Linked DNA regions of Gossypium hirsutum: region 1 is linked to region 2. A link is a contact called in public Hi-C data. All regions are on one chromosome and are shown on one strand. Each heading gives the region's core, a stretch centred on a gene start, on an enhancer-like site or on the middle of the called end of the contact. The rest is flanking DNA. Distances are from core to core; before and after follow the strand shown.

Evidence for each region. Hi-C and Micro-C count contacts between places; a contact is called where the count stands out from the background.
Region 1: a Hi-C map of leaf shows a contact between it and region 2, with 1.9 times the contacts expected there. The contact joins two enhancer-like sites. A contact is called at or near these places in 12 of 34 Hi-C or Micro-C datasets (anther, callus, fibers and 2 more).

Annotation. Positions count from the first base shown.
Region 1 is chrD11:2,833,257-2,840,023 of Gossypium_hirsutum_v2.1, forward strand. No RefSeq gene overlaps it. Among protein-coding and RNA genes, the nearest start is that of LOC107911259, 7.6 kb to the left of the region's middle. Within about 2 kb of position 3,650, at least 1 of the 9 cell types and tissues checked has an H3K27ac peak or open chromatin away from gene starts, as enhancers often do. A contact at or near this core is called in leaf, where this site is marked.
Region 2 is chrD11:2,799,580-2,805,797 of Gossypium_hirsutum_v2.1, forward strand. No RefSeq gene overlaps it. Among protein-coding and RNA genes, the nearest start is that of TRNAL-CAG, 8.9 kb to the left of the region's middle. Within about 2 kb of position 4,047, at least 1 of the 9 cell types and tissues checked has an H3K27ac peak or open chromatin away from gene starts, as enhancers often do. A contact at or near this core is called in leaf, where this site is marked.

The sequences.
Region 1 (6,767 bases), core at 2,400-4,899, 33 kb after region 2:
ATTTGATGAGATAATTATTGTGTTCTGCTTGGAACTTGTTTGTTAGAGCTATTGTGTTTTGCTGTTGTTAAGTTCTTGAAGGGGAAATTGGCATGATTTATTGTAAATTTTTATTTGGTATTGGTTTATTAGTATATATTATCCTCTTAAATGTGAATGTACCCAAGGGGGTGTGCTTGTGCGCATGCACTAAAGTAATAGCTTGTGTATTCTTGTGTGCTTGAGCATTAGTAGCTACTTTTAGTTCAAGGGAAAAAGGTGCCATTTCCTATATGGGACTTTTGGTTGTACAAGTGTTTGTGTATTGATGGATCCATATACTGATAAGCTTAATGAAGGAAAAATAGAAATTGGCTCCTTGTCTTGGCCTTATACTGATAAGCTTGTACTTTATATAATTGCTTTTTGATTTGTTGTCTTGCATGAAGTGATCTACTACACCTTCAATGGAGAGAATATTTGCTTAAAGTATAGGACACAAATGATTAAATTATAAAGTTTGGATATTGACTAATTTTATTAAATCAAATTATATCATAACCTGCTTTCCTTTTTGGTTTTAAAAGAAGCAAAGTTTACTAAGTTGAACTTATGGAATTTAATAAAATAAGTTTGTTTTATTTTATTATTAAAACATGTTATTTTGATAAGATTTAAGCTTAAATTTAATCAAAATGATATAGAAGAATGGTATAAGGTTGATATAAAATTAATATTCCAAAAATAATATAGGAGATAAAATGTTAAGTTAGTTGAAATATAAAATTAAAATAACTTTACTCGGATGTAAATGAAAAACTCTCATTACATAAATGTATATATTGATGTATTTTATGGCTAAACAAAATCAGTCCCTTGATTAGTCAAACAATTAATTCGTTTCGTATCCTGTATCTCCAAATAACGTGGGGAAATTATATATTTTTATTAAATTATATTTAATAATAATTATTTTAAATTATATTTTATAGTATTATATATTATGATTTTAGTAAATTCATATATTTTATTAAATTATATATTATTTTTATTAAATTAAGCTTATTAAAATTTAATAACAATAACAATAATCATCTACCTAAAAAAAATTCTGCTAAGGGTATTCTAGTCATTTTAGTTTTTTTCCTTATGCTATTACACCTCTATTCCATTCAACCAAACACAAGAATACCATTACGCCTCTATTCCATTACATTCAACCAAACAAAAGATTACCTATTACGCCTCTATTCCATTACGCATCTATTCCATTACGTCTCTATTCCATTACAGCCAACCAAACATGCTGTCAAGCTTTGGTGTCACGACATCCTCCGCATTAGGCACATTCTTAGCTCGGGGGTTCTTGATGTCGCAACACAGGCTAGTTGGTGTCGCGACATCCTTGACAGTGGCCTTGGGCTCCTTCACTTCAACCATCAACTTGGAGTTGCGACCTTGAAGGCTTGTAGTCGAGATATTGGGACTCGGTGTTGCAACACATCACACCTAGTACGTGACACCCACAATAGTGATGTTTTCCTTAACGTTTGGCTATAGTCATCTCCCTACACACTCAAATCAACCATTAGGCCTCTGATGACATAATTTTGCCAATTTGAGTCTCAAAAAAATTAAAACGTCAGAAAAATTATCATTAATACTAAAGACTAAAAATCAATAAAAAATGTTGAAAAGACTCGTAAATCGCTTGAGAAAAACCCATAAAGTGTTCGAGAGAGCTTCATTTGACATATCAAATTACTACAAATCACCTTTAACCAAATATATATTATCATTTTTTTAATTTTATGCATAATATTGTTTTAAGGGAGAGGGTTTACTTATATGAATATGGTACAATTACAAATATATATAGAGAGAGATATATTTGAGTAACTACGAAATAAAATAAAATAAAGATAGAGCACAAATAGACATAGAATCGGAATACAAACATCATTTCATTTTCGTTTTTTTATAGAATGTTTTATTTTGAATGTGAGAAAAATAAAAAGGTGGGTAGAAAATTATGAAATCGAAAATGAGATTCATGTTTAAACACCGATTCAATAAAAAACTTAATTATATAGATATTATATTCATTTGAAAGAAAAAAAATACTATGTTGAATTTTCAAACAAGGTCTATAATTGGTCAGAATAAAATGGTATTAATATGACATTACTTTGATTTTGATGCTAATCTGTATGATTATTTGTATCCACCAATAGTGGTCAATATCAGTTCTTAGTAATTAAAACAAGATTATAATTTTTTTAAATTTTACTTATCTGATATTTTAAACAAATTTCTTTTCTTCTTTGATCAATTTTATTTCCTTTTTATAATTACATTTAGCAATAAAATATTTTTTAAAAAACAGCTAATAATATCACTATCAAAATAATACACCTTCTGACTTAGCTCAACGAAATGGACTGGATATTCAAATACCATGTAATGTTACTCATTTTTTAAAATGACAAAATCATCCTTAATTACGAGGTTGAATCCTAATTAAAGCAATCATGACATACCCTTCATGAGTTGTTAAACGATGCGAAGGATAAGTCAACATAAACACTCCTTTTAAGTCAACAATAATTAATAAACTATCTATATTTCATTGAAAATATAATGTAATTACTTCTTTTTTTCAAAAGTCTTTTCACTCGTTAACAACCCAATCTTAATTAAGCTTTATAATTCAAGATTATGTTAGATTTTTAATAAAATAAACTCACACATAGACGGAGCTGTCCATGTTATTTTTACTCACGACATGGGTTTTTAGAGTGAATATCCAATATCATTAGATTAAGCTTCATCTAACGGCTCGATTGATGTAATTTGACTTCGATTCATCAAATCTGGTCCCTAAAAATAGATAATGTTATCGGATTTTTATTGAAACTCATGTGAAATTGATGTCGTCTTTTTTTGAATTTTCGTCAGGGATAATAATTGTCTCTATTCAATAAAAAAAAAGTTGGACCAATGAAATTAGTTAAAACATTTAAAACAACATGTTAACAATTAGATAAATGAGAGATAATATTTTTATCCCTTCAACAATAGAAATATTTTATTTGATAAGGTAAGAAGGAAGTTGAGAGTAGAAACCAAGTGATGCAGCGAATGGGCCAAGACAGGGAACGAAATAGGTGTGGCATGAGCAAAAATCCAAGATAACATTGGAAATATGGAAAATTAACTCTTCAATGCAATACATGTGAAGGCTTTGACTTTTTTTTTTATTTTACTTTTTTGTTTCTTCCTTCTTCAATACAAACATCTATATTTCACATTAAGTGTAGTTAAGCAAAATTTTTCGAGTTTGAGTTGGATTAAATTCGTATTTAATTAAGTTCAAATTCGATCTTGGTTTAATAATTAAATTTAAGATTAATAATATATATTAAAGACAATAATATAATTTCGTAATATAAAAAAATTATAATATACATTAGAAGTGAAATTAAAAATATTTAACAACAGTTTGAATCAAGTTTTATTAAATTTAAAACTACTTAATAATTATCAAATTAAATTTAAATTTTTGAGTTAAACTCAAATAACTTATCCAAAAAAAGTGATAGATTAAGGTGGCCGCCTCATGAAAGCCCATTTATGTTCCTACTTTGAATAATTCTCGAATCTAGTGCTTGCTTCCTAACGGGCCATGCTTAATATTTTCTCTCTCGAACTATACTCCATATATTCACATGCAACACAAAAAGGTGGGCTTGGAAAATTTTTTTTTAACACTTAAAAAGCTTCACCTTTAATTAACTTGTTTGGCATGGTATGTGGATTGAGTTTTTGTTCAATTGATGCAGTTGTCATAATATTTAAGAGGACGTAATTCAAGTACGTTTTATCCTTCGATTCAAGGATTTGGAGGATTATGAGTAATTTAAAAATTGTATTAGAAAAATTTCTAGTGTTGTTTTGTTTTGGTTAAAATATGTTCTAATTCCCTATACTTTTTTTGTAAATTTGAAATTTAATCTTTTTATTTTTTAGATTTAAAAATTTAGGTCTAATTATTAATTCTATTAAAATTATTATATTAAATTCGCTGGTGTAATATTTTGAAATAATAAAAATACTTGATTGGTAAACACCTAACAAAAGAAATAGCATTGTAATTGTTGACACCATTTTTTTGATGAAAAACAGGGTCGACTTGGGTTTTGGAAAATGAAAACAAAAATGGGAGTCGCCACCGATCCTTTTTGATGAGGTGTGATCGGATCACCTCGAAAAGTGGTTGTTTTTAATAAACGATTTGATTTTATTAAAACAACAGGTTTGGTCCACGAAATTCAGAAAAACGGGTTCGGGAGTCGGTTACACACGAGGAAGGATTAGCACCCTCGATACGCCCAAAATTGGTACCTAGTTGATTACTTAATGTCTTAGTGTCGAAAACTGAAAACTTTAAAGAAATTTAAAATACGATCCTTAAAAAAATTCGAATGATATGGATTGAAATTCAAGAAGATATTTGGCTATTTGGTTAAATGATAAAAATCGACACCCAGCACATTAGGGCATGTTTTCTCGAATTTCCAAAAGCAAAACATTGCATTATTTTAAAATTTTTAAAAGGATATTAAGCCATTTGGTTGAACGAGAAAAATAGACACCCAGCACATTAGGGCATGTTTTCTCGAATTTCCAAACGGCAAAACATTGCCTTATTTTGAAATTTTTAAAAAGATATTTAGCCATTTGGTTGAATGAGAAAAATCGACACCCAGCACCTTAGGGCATGTTTTCTCGAATTTCCAAACGGCAAAACATTACCTTATTTTGAAAAATTTTCCTTTTTGAAGTATAGTGTTAATATGCATAATGGGATAATAGATATGATAATGTGAACAGATATTACAAAAACGAATAATAAAATAAATCAATCATGCATATATCATAGCAAATAAATAAATAAATAAACTAAAGCATAAAAAATGGACATATAAATAAATACATAAATGATCATACAAAACAATAAAGGAAAATAGATGAAAATTATAAAATATGAACATGTATATGTACATTTAAGGGAAATATGTATATGTATGTATATACATAAAATTATAAAAAAAATGAAAAAATATATATGAATTATAAGATATAAAAATATAAGTATTTACATATATATGTATATAGATTATAAAATACAAAGATATGTAAAATATAAGTATGTACGTTAATTTATAAAAACATGAAAAATATATGCATATATGCATTATAAAATATATATATAAGTAAATATGTACATATATACGTATATAACTATCATAAAATATAAAAAGTATGTATATAAGTATATAAAAATATAAAAAAATATATACTCCTATATATATAAAAGCAATAATAATAAATAAATGATGATACGCTAAAATAATGAAGAAAATAATAAAAGTGTTAAAAATGGACTAAATCGAAGTAAAAGCAACAATACGGGGCGAAATCGAAATAAAAAAACAAAAGGGACTAAATCAAGAGAAAAATAAAATTTAAGAGCCAAATTTAAAAAGAAAAGCAAATCAGGTCCCAAATGCAACACGAGTAGAAATGGAGGGACCAAAATGGGAAATATTCCCGCTCTCCAAAACACTGCGCTTCAGGTTGGACCAAATTGTAAATCAGAATAGATTTCAGGGCGAATTTAAAAAAACAAAAAAAACCAGATTGCAAGATTATTTAAAAGCGGAAGGGCTAAAGATGCAATTAGCCCTTCTGTCGAAAACACGCGGATCCTCTAGGCGGGTTGGGTCGACGCGCGGGTAAGGCCATATCAAAACGGCGCCGTTTTATATCAGTATTTAAGCCCAAATTTTCTGAAAAAAATCCATTCAGCCCCCCCATTTAAAAAAAATTCAAAACTCTCTCCCCTCTCATCTTCTTCCCCAGAATCCGGCCACCGATCTGGCCCGGCCTCCGGCGTAGCACCGCCGCGTGCGGTGGCCGATGTCTCAAAATCGGATCTTTTTTATCCTAGTTCGAAGTCGAGTGTCTCTTAGGCACGGATCTGGGGCCGAATCTCGTGAAACAAAGGCCGAAGACCCGAAAAAGGGCGAAACCGCTCGCCTTCCTCCATGTCCGGCGCGGCGCAGGTAAAAAAGGTAAAAAGCCTTCTCCTTTATTTTTTTTCTTTATGTTTTCGAGTTAAAAAAAGGAAAAAAATGAACTTAAAAAAAAACAGTAAGCAAAAGTAAAGAGAAAACTGAGCAAAAATGTTCAACCTTTTATTTCTGTTCTTTTTTTTTAAAAATAGAGGCCGAACCCCTTACAATTTGTTTTTGTTTGGCTTTTATAGCCATTACAACTTGTTTCTTTAATGTTCTTGTCATTTCTGTCGCAGGGGCAAGTGGGGGCGTCGGTGGCGCGGTGACGGGACGTATGCGGCGGCCAGCAGAGTTAGAGGCAGAGGGCTGCGGTGCTAGGGTTTCTTTTCTGAAACCCTAGCTTGACTTTTGGGGGATTTGGGCCCCAAATTTGGGCTATAAATTTGGGTTAGGCTAGTTGGGTTTGGGGGGTTAATTGAGTTGGGTAGGTTTAGGTAGGGTTTTTGGGTTGTATTGGGTAGAGGGTTTTGCTGGTATGGGCCCGAGTCAAATTTTGGATAGTGGGATTGGGCTAAAAATTGGGCTTGTACAGCTGCCCCTCTTTGCTCGTTGTCGTGTAACGATAACAGAGCAAAGATTAAGAAAGCCCAATTTTGCCCAGTCTCACCGAGTCTTGACCTCTATTGACGATTCACTTCAACTTGTTTG
Region 2 (6,218 bases), core at 2,797-5,296:
ACGAAAATAATATAAAATAATAAAATATGAAAATAGTATCTTTTTTGAAAGTAATAAAATTCGAAAATAAGAAAAATACGAACAAAGGCCAAAATAATGAGTTTTTTTACTAAATTTATATAAAAAACACTAAAATAATACATTTCAAACATTATGTACTAAAAATATAAAATACGAAAATAGTATATTTTTTGAAAGTAATAAAATCTGAAAATAAGAAAAATACGAACAAATAACCAAAATAACAGTTTTTTTTACTAAATTTATATAAAAAAACACACCAAATTAATACATTTCAAACATTATGTACTAAAATAATATAAATTAATACATTTCCAGCGGCAGATCCTAATCCCGTACCGGAGCCCGAGTCGGAGCCCAAGTCAGATCCTGAGCAATCACATTCACATTCGGATTCACATTCTTATCATCCAGATTTGGCCGGCAATGACTATTTCCCGAGCTTGTCAGGGGGCGGATATCATTATGGGTTTGATATCTTTAGATTGTACCCACCGCAGTACAGCACTCCCGGCCCGTATCCACTGCAGTACATCAGTCCCCTTGAGTCGAATCCACAGCATCATGGCACTCATTTCGGTTCAAGTTCATCAATGCCATTCGAGCCACATTATTTTTCTTCCATGTTTGGCACACCCCCACCTGCGCCTAAAGAGGATGTTGGTCGTCACGATCACCCACAACGTGAACGTCGACCTCCGCAGAAGTATACCCCTAGGACCACACCATCGAACTATCAATTTTAGGGGTTTCTTGTGGTTTTGATATTACTCTAGTTTGTTTTTGTTTTTTTTATATTACAACTTATATTGAAAAGATAAGGTTATCATTTACCCATTGCCACTGCTGGTCTCTTCCGGTCTGCATTCTTATAATCTCGATGGAAGTTAGCCGCAATGTGACAGATGCAGTAAACGGATGCAATAAAAAAATTAATGTTTCAATATGCAATCTTTTTCATTCATAGGCTCATACTATTTCAGTTATCATTTTGTACATGAACAACATTTAACCACTAATAATAATAATAATAATAATAATAATAATAATAATAGTTTTGTACTAAAAATAATACTAACTAACAATAAGAATTAGGGTTTTACTAAAAATAATAACTAACAATAATATAGTGTAAACGCTAACAATCATACTAACTAAAATAATAATTAGGGTTTTTACTAATCCTAATAACTAACCATAATAATAATATTAGGCTCCGTTTGTTTCACTGAAAATGATTTCTGGAAAATGACTTACTTTTCTGGAAAAGCTAATATTTTGTAGTGTTTGGATGAATCTATGTAAAATATTTTCTTTTGTTTGGCAGATTGTTTAAAAATATTTCATAAAAGTCGTTTTCAATTAAACAAATGTACATGTGAGATTTTTATTTTATTTTTTCATTGTTTAATTGAGTTTATTTTATATCTATAATTTTATATTTTACATTGTTTTTACATATATTAAAAATATTTTGTTAAATTTAGGTTTATTACAATGATCATTTTTTAGTTACATGACTACCAACTGAGTATTTTTTTTATTTAAAAACGTGACATTGACAAAATTGACAAAAAAAAATCAACAATGTCAGTAGTTGGACTTGATTTTAAAATCTGGAAAGTAGAGGGACTAAATTCTTAAAAATAAAAGTACAGAAACTAAATTGCAAATTTGTGAAGAGTATATAGACTTCTGACATATTTTAACATTTATACTACAAAATATTTATTATTAATATATTTATAATTATAATAAATATTTAGTATTAAAATATTAATATTGATATTTTCAATAATATGTGAATAATATTATTTAAAATTATTATTTTTAAAACTTAATATTAAAATAAAATTTAAATATTAAATAATTTATTAAAAATAATAAATTATATTAATTATATTAATATTTTATTATATGACTAAATATAAATAATTAAATATGTATGTTTAATAATATTAAAAAATAATAATATTTTATATTAATATTTTAATAATTTTAAATATTTTTAAAAACAAAAATAAAATTTATTATCAATATAATAATATTAAACTTGATTTAAGTTAATTTTTATATAAAAGTAAAATTATTTATTGAGAAACTCTTTTTCAAAGAATGACTTACGCTTTTCAAAAGGGTAAGTCATTTTACAATGAAAAAGGCTTATTTTCCGTTGACCTGTAAGTCATTTTCCATTGACCAAGCTGTTTTCTGTGAAACAAACACAGGAAAATGCAGAAAACATTTTCCGTAAACCCTTTTACATGTAAACAAACTGACCCTTAGTTTTTTACTAACAATAATACTAAGTAACAATAATTATTAATAACTAAACCTTAAAAACTAACAATAATAATAATTAGGATTTTTATTAATCCTAATAACTAACAATAATAACTAAACTAACAACAAAAAACAATAAAAAAATATCTAAAAAACATAATAACAAGATAATCCATTATTTTTTTAAAACAAGGCACAGGTGTCGCCTGTGGCAGTGGCACCTTTGGTGCCGCCTCTGGCAGACCCTCGACCAGGGTCCTGTCACTTTCGTTAGCTAGCTTCGTTTTTTTTATTGTTTGTACCATTTTGGTACATAATAAAATGGTTGTATTATTTTAGTATTATTTATGTAAAAAACCCTGATTTTAAATATCAGACCTCAGATTATTCCTAAATACATTGAAATATAATATATTATGATACGGGGGAATTTAGGGGGCTGGCAACCCCTCCTAAAATGAAAATTTTTATATTTTGACATTTTAAATTAATAAAAGTAAAATTGCACATTACCCCTTCTAAAATTGATATAAATTTAATTTAATCCTTCAAAAATTGTAATTTAATTTCGACTCCATAAAAAAAATTTCTAACTTAAAACAGTTTTAATTTTTATTTAAAAAAGTTTTAATTTTATTAAATAATAAATCTTTTATATTTTTGAGTTATGAGCTAAAATTGAATTCTACCTATTAAGTAGTAATTATATATACTAATTAAAATTAGATATACAATATCTTAATAACTTTGACAGATGTTTTTTTATATTATTTTTTACAAATCTTTCCAATAATTAATATTTAATTAATTCGATTTTAATAATTGACTTACTGAAGCTTTAATGGCTCGAGTTATACTACATGCAAATGTCATATATGGATTCTTTCTAAGATTATCAGAGTTTAAAATTTATCTTATATGAATTATGTCTAAATTTATTGTGCTCTGTATTGAGTTCATTTCGATTCCAATTAATCAAACATACATTATTTATGCTTTATACTTGAGATTGTAGTTGTAAACTTTTTAAAAATTGGTAACATAATAAAATAAACTAAAACATCCTTTAAATCCTTTCGATTTATATTCACATAACATAACAATATATATAATAGTTTAATATTATTTAATTATTCAATAAGTTATATATTTTAGTCTGAAATATTTTAATAATATAGTAATTGGTATTTGAATTTGGCTCTCATTTTTTTATTACCGTGGTACTTGTTTTCTACAAAAGTTATACATTTTAATACCTAAAACTAACCATGATAATTTTATAGTGTTTGATCTAGGTTCAATGTTGATTTGATGAAAATTCATTTTTAACTAATAAATAATATTAGTAGATAAATTTCATTAAATCAATCCTAAAACTAAAGAAATATCGTAATCACGAAATTGGCAAGTGACACGAATTTTATTCTATAAACAAAATCATGAAAATTCAAATGTATAACAATAACAAATAACTTTCATCAAATCAGCACTAAAACCCAATTTAAACACTTAAAAGCTAATACCGTTATTTTTTTATTAATTAATTAATTATTTAATTCCATGCTCATAATGAATAATTTTATCAAAACCATAATTTTTAACATCTTTAATAATTTGAATTGTTTGATTTCGAAATACCAATATTTTAAAAACCTCAGATGGAGCGGAGAATCCACCACCAAACCACCTGATGGATCGGAGGAGGTGACCATCAGCCCACTAATTTATTGGGCCTTGTTCAGTTTGTCGGCAATTCCAATAAAAGGGTGTTGTTTATTTTATTTCAAAGCCCATTAAGCTACGAGTGTTGAGTGTACTCCTTTTTTACAAAAATAATAAAATATAATTAAAACATGTGAATTATTTTAGTAATTTAAATATTTATTATCAAAATAAATTCATTTCACCATCAGAATATTTCTACAATTATATAAATTTAAAAACCGTTTTTGCTTAAACTAATGTAAATGATGGGCATCTACATTTAGTGGGATGCGTTTAGATTTTTTATTTTTGTTTCACACTACAGTATTTAATCTCATCGTCGCCGCTATTTTTACACTGACTGTAGATAAACGCACCACTTATTCAAAGAGACTCGAAATCAAATATGAAAAAGTGAGAAAAGTGAGAAGTGATTTGACAGGGTTATCGATTAGAGAAGATAGCGATACAAATGAGCTCGAAACCAAGTTACAAAAGTATCAAAATAGTGAAGGGAAATAAAAGTCTGGACGCAAGTTGAGAAAAAAAAGTATAAAGTTGAAAGTAGGGGCCAAGTTCAACAATAGCGCTTGAGTTATCAAATTATGAATTAAAATTTAAACTATAAAATATTATAATTAAATACTTAAAGTATTAATATTATTTTGACCATGTAACTATGTCGTTATAATTATTAACTTAAGCCTCAAAGCTTACATTGAACATATTTAAAACATATGAATAAAATTGTAAGTATGTGTATCTGTTAATTTGACAACTAGGATAAGGCGTGGTAAAAAAATTCAACCCTCTTAAATTTATTGAAATTGTGTGTACTTTAGATCAAATCTATCAATGTCGCATTTACATTAACAACTAATATGATAAAATTACACAATTGATTTAATAGATACACTCAATACACAAATTAAGACATGTTGAATTTTACAAACCAATTTAAATTTTGATGCAATTATAGGTGTATTAAAAGTGTTCATGGGACGGGACAGGTTGAGCTGGGCTTAAGCGTGACAATAACACACTTTATACTTGTTATAGCCCATTTTAGCTCGAAATATGATATTAAAATTTTGTTTAAATCAACTTATATTTGTAAATGGCTAATACATATATATTTTAGGCCCGCCCAGAATTTTTTTATTTTGAAAGTATTATATATTGACATCTTAATATTTACATTATAGTATTATATATTATTAAAAATTAAATTTTATGTATTATATATTATAAACATAGAAATGACTAAGATTAAATTTTGAATTTTCGAATCTAAGCTCGACTCATATTTTAAATGAGCTTAATTATTTATCGAAACTGTAATGCTTGGGCTTTAAGGGTTCAGCCTCGTTCTCTTATTAATTTTTTTTTATTTCAACTCAAATTTCATTACTATTTGTAAATAAATATTCTACAGAATATATATTTACATAAAAACTTTCATGGTGGAGACATGATAATTTAATTAATAGTAAAAAATTAAATATTATAAAAAATATATTAAAGTTATCTGATTTTAGATATGTCAATGTGGCAGTCGACAGCGTTTTCAGGCAACAAACAAACAGTGACAGTACATGATCCGCCAGCCAAATAAATATACTTTAGCTGCAACGGTTCTCTATCGATGGTTTGACTTTTTCTTCTTCTTCCTTTTTTTATTTTGGTAATCCAAAACCAACTAAAACAAGATCGTAATTAGATCATGACGTCAACACGTCTCCTCTCCGTAGATTAAACCGCACTGAATCATCTGTCAATTTAAATGGGTCCCATTCTTTAAAGAATCAATACGTGGCCATTTCCTACAATGGGATCTGATCTCCAGAGGAAATTATTGCTTTTATTTTGACACTTGGCACCCATTTTTATTCTAACTGCTGATAAGTGGGCCCAAATTAACATGGTGCAGTCTTTTGGACAGCTGTCCTATTCTTAGCCTCCAATTCGTTTTCCTTTTTAATTTTAGATATCGTTTTGTGGAAGATTTTGCCGATCAATATTTTTTTATTTTGATTTATTATATATAGACATTTAAAATTCATTTATAAGATATCAATCATCAATACATTTTTTAAACAAAATAGCAAAAAAAATTTAATGGTTTTTATTAAAATGATGAAATATATTTATATTTAAAAATAAATCTATTTAAAAATAATTAGAAATATTCATTAGTTGGATCTGTAAAA